2 separate regions of the Mus musculus genome follow, and region 1 is linked to region 2. Evidence: chromatin contacts called from public Hi-C data. All regions are on one chromosome and are shown on one strand. The core of a region is the stretch at or near the end of the contact, and the rest is flanking DNA. Distances in the headings are between cores, read along the strand shown. Region 1 overlaps Xdh (xanthine dehydrogenase). Region 2 holds the start of Xdh (xanthine dehydrogenase).

Evidence for each region. A called contact is a pair of places that touch in the nucleus more often than the background predicts.
Region 1: a Hi-C map of myeloid progenitors shows a contact between it and region 2, with 3 times the contacts expected there. The contact joins the enhancer-like site here to the promoter of Xdh in region 2. A contact is called at or near these places in 3 of 39 promoter capture datasets (the 3T3-L1 cell line, 3T3-L1-derived adipocytes and the C10 cell line), 17 of 484 Hi-C or Micro-C datasets (3T3-L1-derived adipocytes, the C10 cell line, CD4 T cells and 10 more), 3 of 115 datasets of contacts at active chromatin or transcription factors (bone marrow-derived macrophages, double positive thymocytes and embryonic fibroblasts) and 3 of 9 other capture datasets (adipose tissue, liver and pancreatic islet).

What each region holds. Positions count from the first base shown.
Region 1 is chr17:73,892,191-73,896,829 of GRCm38.p6, forward strand. It overlaps Xdh (xanthine dehydrogenase), which reads right to left. Exons shown (of 36, transcript NM_011723.3): 31 at 3,554-3,606; 32 at 1,410-1,524; 33 at 529-594. Among named protein-coding and RNA genes, the nearest start is that of Xdh, 56 kb to the right of the region's middle. Within about 2 kb of position 1,766, at least 77 of the 459 cell types and tissues checked have an H3K27ac peak or open chromatin away from gene starts, as enhancers often do. A contact at or near this core is called in CD8 T cells, LSK cells, Th17 cells and 6 more, where this site is marked.
Region 2 is chr17:73,948,598-73,953,226 of GRCm38.p6, forward strand. Xdh (xanthine dehydrogenase) reads right to left here and starts at 1,599. Exons shown (of 36, transcript NM_011723.3): 1 at 1,481-1,599. The coding sequence starts at 1,531.

The DNA of each region.
Region 1 (4,639 bases), core at 516-3,015, 56 kb before region 2:
TTATCTAATCGCTGGGTCAGTGGGCAATGGGGAGGCAGCCAGTTCTTCTGAGCTCAGACCCTACTGCTTAAGCATCAATACCAGTCTCTATTGCCCTTCCCCACTGTGCTTATTCCCAGGTACTCGAATACTCCCCTCCCTTCCCTCCTCTCCCTTCCTTCTATCCCTCCTCTCTTACTCCCTCCCCCTTTGTCCTCTGTGTGTGTGTATATGTGTGTACAAGTGTGTGTGTGTGTGTGTGTGTTACATGTGAGCATCCAATGGTTCCTCACACACTATACTGGTGCCTGGGGCATGTGGCTTCCCTTTCCAGGTTAATCTATGTTTATTTGTTTTCTGCATTGAGAGTTGGATGGATGATCATCAACCTAACTCTTACTCAAAATGAGGTTCCCCAAGTACTATGCTCTGGCCTGCTTAAAAACAATGACATGTTGTGTAGCTGTTGATCTTCAGTTATCAGGGTGGGGATGGGCACATTGCTGGCCTATTTATTCTGTTACCACCCTGATCTCCCATACACCTTACCTGTCCGATATCAATGGCAGGATTCAAGCTGGAACCAACATCCATGACGATATCTGTACGGAGATTCTGTGGATGGAAGATAGTTTGAGAAGAATAGAATACCTGAAATCCCACAGTGTGCTTTGATAACTCCTAGATTGTAAATCCCAATTCAAATACCATGTTCACAAGCACAAAGCCCTAAGCAGGTGGACACAGGGATCCCCACCACATATGGATGGCCATATCAAAGCTGACATTTGAGATCTTAGCAACCGAGTTAAATGCAGATCAGAGCTGATCTCGCCACACATCCACAAATGAGTGGTAAGAGAAGGTCTCCAGGGACTAGGGCTTTGAACCTGAGTCTGGGCAGATCTGCGAGAAATCAGTCAATAAAGTATATTGTGGCTGAATCCAAAGCATGCTTGGTTAATAGAGCCTGTAAGATAATAGCCACATTATTAAATAGCTGAGGGGCTGAGGATATAATTTAGCTGGTTGAGTTCTGGCCTTGTATGCATGAGTCCCTGGGTTTACTCGCCCAAATAAGAAAAAAAATCTAAAAATAAATGACTGAAAAAAATATAGGAAGAAGATACTTGTGGCACAGAAAAAAAAAACTATCTTCAGTTTAAACTTCAGTGGGCGGAAGTAGTCGTTTATGGAGCAGAGTCCCACACCATCCCACACGGCGGCTTTCACCACACCAACAGTCAAATGCTGACGCAGAAACTATGAGGCTCGTGGTTTAAGGTATGTGCTCTGTGGCCTTCATGGAGCAATCCCCTGCCTCTGACGTAAAGCTTATTTCCTAACCAGAGAGCAGGCCTGGGCCAGCCATTCAGATTGCAATCCAACTGTCTTTCTTCTCGTAGGCTAATACGTTGCAAATGTCTTACCTTATGGTCCCCTGTTAAGCAGTCAATTTCTACTTCTGAGCAAGCCACCCCATAACTGAAGTAGTGGAAGGGGTTCCCAGAGTTTGTCTCAAAGCTGTAACCAAGGTTGGGTGTCCTGGAAGAGAAAAGAGAAACGTTTATGTGTTTTAGACAAGCCCACCCCTTTCCATACACATTTTTGCCCCATAAATCTGTAAGCCCTAAAGGTCTTATTTTTCCCCTTAGTCATCCTCCTCCAAAGCCCACACATTTTGAATATTATGAACTTGTCATGAAAATGAGATATTCCAGAGCCTTCTACTTATGTTTAAGTCTTCCAAAGTTGTATGAGTGTTCTGTACAACCTGGCAGCATTTAGCGGAAGCATGCTGCTTTCTGCACTGTAGTGATAACAGAAACAGATATGCTAGGACTCACGGAGGATGTGGAAATCGCTCCCTAAAAGAGTGAGTGAGTGAGCCAATCCAAGGTCCTCAGCACTGCGGCTCTGGGCAGGACAGCATTGTGCTGTTCTCACAAGCTCACCTGATCACTTATTTTCAGGTGAAAGGTCACAAGAGCAGGGTGTCCTACCAACCTGGGTGAAGCCCCAAACAGCCACTCCCCATCTCCTGGCCCCTTCGGAACTTCAACAAGTGACTTGAGGAAAATGTTATTAAGAGATACAAATGTTCTGTTAATGTGTGTTTCTCTTTCAGGGTCTGAGTGCTTTGTCCAATTGCCATAATATACGAACCATATAAACGTGTACTCACATAAAGTATGTCAGCCCTATGTAATTATATATTGTACATACATTCACTATACAATGTATGTTTACTTGAATATATATAACACGTGTACATAATACTTATATACATATAAAATATGCTACATAGAAATAATATGAGCTTACATGACCAGAACTCACCCTTAAACCAAACTAATGCAGGCTGAGGGACAGGACTCAACCCCGGAGAAACTTCACTATCTTTGCCCTCTGACCTCATCTTGTTTATCTAGGTGACTATGGTGGTTTGAATAGGTTTGTCCCTGACTGAGTCTTGTGCTTGAATGCTCAACCGTAGGGAGTGGCACTATTAGGAGGTGTAGCCTTATTGGAGTGTGTGTGTGTGTGTGTGTGTGTAGTACGTGATAACCACATATTCGTTCAAGACATTTTAAAACAAGCTTGAAAAGCTAGCTTTAAGTGAAATTTCCCAGAAACATGGTGATGGCTAGTTTTAATTGTCAGCTTGATACTGTCTGGAGTCATCTGGGCAGAGTCTCACTGAGGGGCCGTTTAGATTGGTCTGGCCTCTGGACATATCTATGAGGGATTTTCTTGGTTTGGTTAATTGGAGTGGGAACAAACCATCCTCAATGTGAGCATCATCATGTCATGGGCTGGGCGCTGGACCGTATGAAAGGGAAGGAGGCGAGCTGAGTGTAAGCAAGCCAGCATGCTTCTTCTCTGCTCCTGATGGTGGATGTGCTGTGACCCAGTCGCTAAGGCTCCTGCTAATGCAGGACCATAACTTAGACTTATGAGCTAAACCCTTTCTCCCATACATCGTTCTCATCAGGGCATTTATTATAGCAATCGGACAGTAACTATAATCGTATCTTTTTATAACTCCAAATGGGAATGGGGGGAGTCTCTAGCTAATCACACAGTGATACAATTTTAAGACTATCAAATACGTATGTTCCCTCCTATGGCTCACTGCACTAACAAAGTTCCACCATACTCTGTATGTTGTAAAGAGACCACAGACTCTAAATCCTCCTGTTCTCCTGAGGGAAAGTCACTATGAAGAAACCCAGTGTTCTGCCCAAGGAAACATGCAGGTTGCCCAGACACATGTCGTGGTGCAGCTCAGTGCCATGTCCTATAGAATGCGGCACAGATTCGCCCTTCTTCTAGGAAACAGCATACTCAAAGGTCTGGAACTGGAGTCTTCTAACACAGCAGTTCCCGTGTTTGTCCCCTCATACTTAGTTGGTAATTGTACATAACGAAGCATCTTTAGACTGAATGAAGTCAGCGTGAGTCCCACTGACATGATAAAGGTTTTAGGGTTGCTGATTTTGTCTGGCCCTGGGCCAACCAGCATTCAGGGCTGTCAGCATGTGAGAGTGGGCAGGATGAGGATCATACTCACTTATAAAATCCAGTAGCAGACAAGCTCACTGCACTAGTGTAGGCATCCATGACCTGAGGAAGACAAGGGGCATCAGGAAGGGACATTTGTGGTAGACCCAGCCCACTACTAAGACATCGTTATTCCCGTATTGCAGATGAGGAAACTAAAGGCTTAGAGAAAACAGTTTTCGACCTAGCATCTATACTAGGCGTACAATAACGTACAATATAATATCTATATTAGTGACTGTGGATGACTAGCCTGTGTCACCTGCTCATAACGAATCCTGGACTACATAGCTGGTAACACTGGACGAAGCTCAAGTTGAGTGAAAGAAAATTATCAACAAGGCTGTTGTGAAGAATGCTCCAATTGCCTGACAAACCTATGCACAAGCCACCAGAATTAAATTAAATGCATATGGTACTTAATGACGTGAATGGAAAGGGAAGTTAAGATCAGACAGGGAGTGGAAAAAGAGTAGACATGACATGGAAGCTTGTTTTCTCTGAATCTGGTGAGATGGGTTGTACTACCATTTAGTTCATGTACAGTCCCATTTTGGTCCCTCTCCTTGGTCCCTCCAGTGTGTGTGTGTGTGTGTGTGTGTGTGTGTGTGTGTGTGTGTGTGTGTGTGTGTTTTGCACTGCTAGAAGTTGAACCTAGGACCTTGCATATGCCCATCCCTTGACTTCTTGAGACAGTGTCTTTCTGCATATCTCAGGCTAGCCTCTAGTTCATGAACTCTCTGTCTCTACATATGATTACAGGCGTGCAATATCTCTAAAAATTCTTTGTATACAGACACATCTAGTCTAGAAAGAATTCAGACAACTAGGCTCGTTCTTATTGAGATTCTCTGTTTTATCACTCCTAGCATCTATTGGGACATCTAGATCTCTCATGGATGACATTTTCAGTTGCCCCAGACTTGAAAGTTGGGTAAGAGGGCTGCCAGGGAAGCCCTCAGAGACATGGAGTTTTAAGAAGACACACCTCACTGGGCCTGATGATATATGTATAGATCCACACCTGAGTGAGCGAAGCCATCATGTGGAGGTGCTTAAGACAAACAATCCATCCTTCCAGGCTTGGGGAGGCCAG
Region 2 (4,629 bases), core at 349-2,848:
AAGGAGAAGCAATTTCAGCCAAGCCAGTTCACCTCAAAAACACTCCTTTCTAGAACCAGAGGCTGACACTAAGCTATCCCCCCAGAAGAACTGTGGGTCACACATAAATCAACACCCGACCTTAGAGCAAGATATGACCTTCAGAACACTTTGAACCTGCCACTAGCTCACTGGGAAAAATTCATTTATGAGCATCCCAAAGATGATGATGTCTGTGTGTGCACAGTATTTCCAGGGAGCCAAGTTAACAGCTGTTTCCTCACCTCTGTGATGCAACCATTGGGCACAAAAGACATTTAAAAGATTGAGTTCAAAAGCCTTACTACCATCAGCTTAGGCATTTCACCCTAGCCCTTGTCTTGGTCCAAGCTTGCCCAACACACACACACACACACACACACAAAAGCAATATATCAGAGAGATTCAGGGATCCAGGGATGGGGCCACTCCCACTGAATCCACAGGCTTTACCGTACTGGTGTTGAAATGACTCCTAAAGTTTGCGTGCTAGTTAGCCAAGCAGATGCTGGCAGTCTAAGCCCTTAGGAATTCTTGAAATCACATGTCCATTCTTGCAAATTTCTTCAGAAATTACTCAGTCTCTTTAATCAACACAAAAGTGTCAAAATAAAAAAACAAGTAAAATTGTTTGGGGAGGGGGGGAAGCCTTTGGCCCACTCATGGTTTATGAAGTCCATGTGGCCAGTTACAGTGGGGGAAATGAGGGTTCTTCTCCTGTGACCTCAAGTGGGGAGCTGCAGTGCTGGGAGTACCTTGAAGGGAGGCCAACAACGCCAGAAACAATACACTTAGCTTGCTCCTTCTCTCCCTGCACCGAGTTGACCTTGCAAAGATTCTCAGGCTATCAGGGATTTTGTGGACCCCATACCACTTTACCTACATTCACAAGTGCCGTTTAAGGGGTTTGCAATATTTACATATAGAACTGAGAGATGGTGATGGAGGAGTCCTTTATGAAAATAATGACAATAATGGCTTGCCACAAGGTGTCAGTATATGTTGCCGCACAGTAAATCAGCTCTAGTTAAATCTATGTACAGGATCATATATCAGAACCAGTGGCTGTGTGTGTTTTATGTTCCGGCATTAGCATAAAAGTGCCCGCCTCCTGCTGTTTGTATTAAAGAGAGCCACTGAAACACTAGAAACAGAGAAGAAACACAGAAATAGGGAAGTGCTGTTGCCTCCTCCTCTCACCTAGACTCTGTTCCTTTTCCCACCTCTGAGCCAGTGTGTCCTCTAGCATAGAGTGGCCATCCCTCTCTCTTCCCTCCCCTTCCTCCTTTGCCCTCTGAGCGTCTTGCCTGTGTTCATCTTGCTCTAAAGTTACCAAACTACAGCAATATCTTTTGAGGGGTAAGATGAGACCAGAACACATCAAAGTGTCCACACAAGAGAAGTGACACAGGTCCCCTTTCAGACAGCAGAATCTCTAAACCAAAGGTCAACTGCCACTTACCTTTTTGCCATTCACAAAGAAGACCAACTCATCTACCGTTGTCCTCGTCATCGTGACGGCCGGAGTCCCCGAGCTGCTGCGAGGTGCTTGTAGATATCACTGCCTGCAACTTGAAAGATACGCCTCCCAGCAAAATGAAACAAAGTTAGCCAATGAGAAAGAAGCAGCTCCAGGCATGGACAGCTCTTGGCAAGAGTCACAGGTTTGCACAATCCAGGAAGGACCAGACAGCCAATCCACAGATCCTACTCTGTCCTCCTAGTCAAAGTGCACAGAGGAAAGTGCAGCCGTAGATTAAGGAAGCCTGCATCTTGGCACCAGATGACTGTGAATTCTGGGCACCTGCCCTTGTGAAACCTGCTTCATCCTCCTCCCACTTGCCATACCAGGAAGAGCAGGGAAGGAGCAGTTTGCCAGCCACTGAGGCTGATTCACTCTCTTCCCGTTCACACTTGTTATTTTCCCAAACCGGCTCACCCTGACACAGGCTCGCCACTGGCCTGCACAGCTCACTCTCTCAGGGCCTGGCAGAATGTGAAGGTCAGAGACACAGACCCTTATGTCCAGACTCAAACCCTGACCTTTGACTACAGCCTGTCACTTATCGCCTGCAGGACTCAGCTGTTTCTTCCTGGAAAAGGGACATCAGGATGACACCAAAAGCAGAAAGCTGAAAAGCAAAAGGTCTCTCGGGCGTGCCTTATAAACTTGCAGAGAATGGAAATAATCACTTTTGAACAGTCACAGGAACAATCCCAATAACAAATCATGTTCCAGAATTTCACAAAACTTGTCAAATTATCAGAGGAACTCATACACCAAAACATATTACAAGCACCAAGTAAATAAAATAAGCTAATACAACAACACCCACCACAGTCTGTTAATAGAGCTGAGAGCCCCCAGCTCCATCAAGGACCATTAGCTTCTGGTGTAAATGCCTATGCACAGCATCCACTCAGACAACACTCGTGGGCTCTCCTTGCTCCACCTCCCACCACTCCATTCCACCCATCTTCACATCAGCAGGCACTCTGTCCTTCCCCAGCCCTGCAGTCACTCAATCACTCAGCCAACCTACAGGGACACATGTGTCATCGTCCTGGAAGACCACAGAAAAGGAAGAAAAGTGCATGGTCAGATGAGCCTGGTGCAGCAACAACATTTTGGGAAACAGGACTCCTGGGACAGTCACATCATCAACACAACGCCCCTTTGCTGGCACAGCCCTGACGGAACCAAGAATGAACTTATTTGTCGGTCAATTGATATCCCAGTTTACCCTTAGACTTATGCACCAAATCCCTTCAAGTTTCTCGGTCCAGGATATTCTGGTCATCATAAAACAGTACTTGCTACCCGGAATCAAATTCCTTACGAAATGGGCAGTTTGGCTGTCTGGGGATGTTAGTGACATGCCTGGTAGGGCTGTTGTTGAAGATGATGATGATGATGATGATGATGATGATGATGATGATGATGATGATTATGATGCTTCTGAGACCAGGAAATGGAACTAACCATCCCAAGCCCAGGATAATCCTTCACAATAAAGAGTTGTCCAACCTAACATGTCAATCAAGTAGAGGCAGAGATGTGGTGACCTGGAAGGGAAAGGGTGGGGAGAGGGACTAAGGCTGAACCTAAGGTGTGTTTTGTTAACTCCCTGTTCCTCACACTCCTATGATGGACTGGTGTTCTGTTCAGTGACTCATCTTCATGAGCTCTGCCTTTCCCCCACAGTCCCAGGGAAAACTCTGAAGGCTGGATTTAGTGTCAGCTCCATCACCTTTGCAAAAGTCACTGGCTTGGGTCCAGTGGCCACGTTCACAGACACGGCTTACTATAACTACTCTGTAAAATCAATTCTGCCAAAAAAAAGTAAAGAAAGAGGGCAAACCATCCCAGCAGATGTTGAGAGAGTGCTGGATGGAGGATATAGGAATGTGAAACCTAGGGGTTGGTAACACCCACAGTACCCCTCCCCTGCCATAATCTGAAGGCACAAATAACCTGACTGAGGCAGTGCTGGAACAGGCGAAACTGAAAGAGGAGATGAGAAATTAGCTGGAACTGACCTCAGCCCTTGGGGAGTTGCCTGCGAAAGGAAAGAGCAGCCCACAGACACAGCTCCAGAGAGAGAGAGAAAAGGACTCTAAAGTTGGGAAGTTCGCACCACACATCACTCTGGACCCCATGGCTGTTGCTACCTTGTGGAGCCAGAGACCCTTTGGAACCACAGGAAGTAAGCAGGTTGCAGCCACTGGATAGGAGCAGTAAACCTAAGACACACAAACTGTGGCCATAGCTGAAATGTGGTAAGGTCACCGGAAGCAGGGAGATTCTCAACACTCCCCACCCTGACCACAGCTGAGAGAAGCTATGTGGATAACAGGAAGCCTGTGGTGGAACTTGTTGCAATGCACTAATGGACCTGTAGATGTGGGGTTGCGGCTTTCTCCTAACCAATAAGAAATGTTGACTGAGAACATTTTTATTTCCATTCATTGCTCATTTGCATTCATGTTTTTTATTTTATTTTTTGTTTCCTATATATCTTAGTTTTTTTAATTCTTTACATTTTTTGTTAGTATGTATATGCTTATATTTTAAATTCAGGTGATGTGATGTGATTTGTACCTTGCTGGGGAAAGCTCTTACATCTTCCTTATCTCTAAATTTAATGCAACATTTTCTTTACTGCTTTTCATATGTCTAACCCATATACTTGACTTAATTCTTACCCCAGTCCTTCCTATCCCATCGTCCACACCCCTTCATTTTACCACTTAAATATGTGACTTTCTCCCCCAACAAGAACTCTACTTCTCCTGTCTTCAAATTTTCTAGGAAACATCAGCCAAGGGCATGGTACCTTCGGCAGCTAACCTGGGGCCTTATGGTAACTCATAATAGCTGTCATTACAGTCAGCTTGGGTAATAATAAATCTAAGGTAGAACAAGCTACCAAAAATAAACAAAGATATACATAAAGCAAAGATAGAGACCATGGGGAAGGGGAAAGAGCTGCAAACCAGAGAACAGATACTCCTCAAGAGAAGCACAAAGCACACCAAAGAGACACGAAAGGCATGAGAAGATTTTCCATTATGACAACCCACAGGATGACATCTTGTTAACAATGGAAA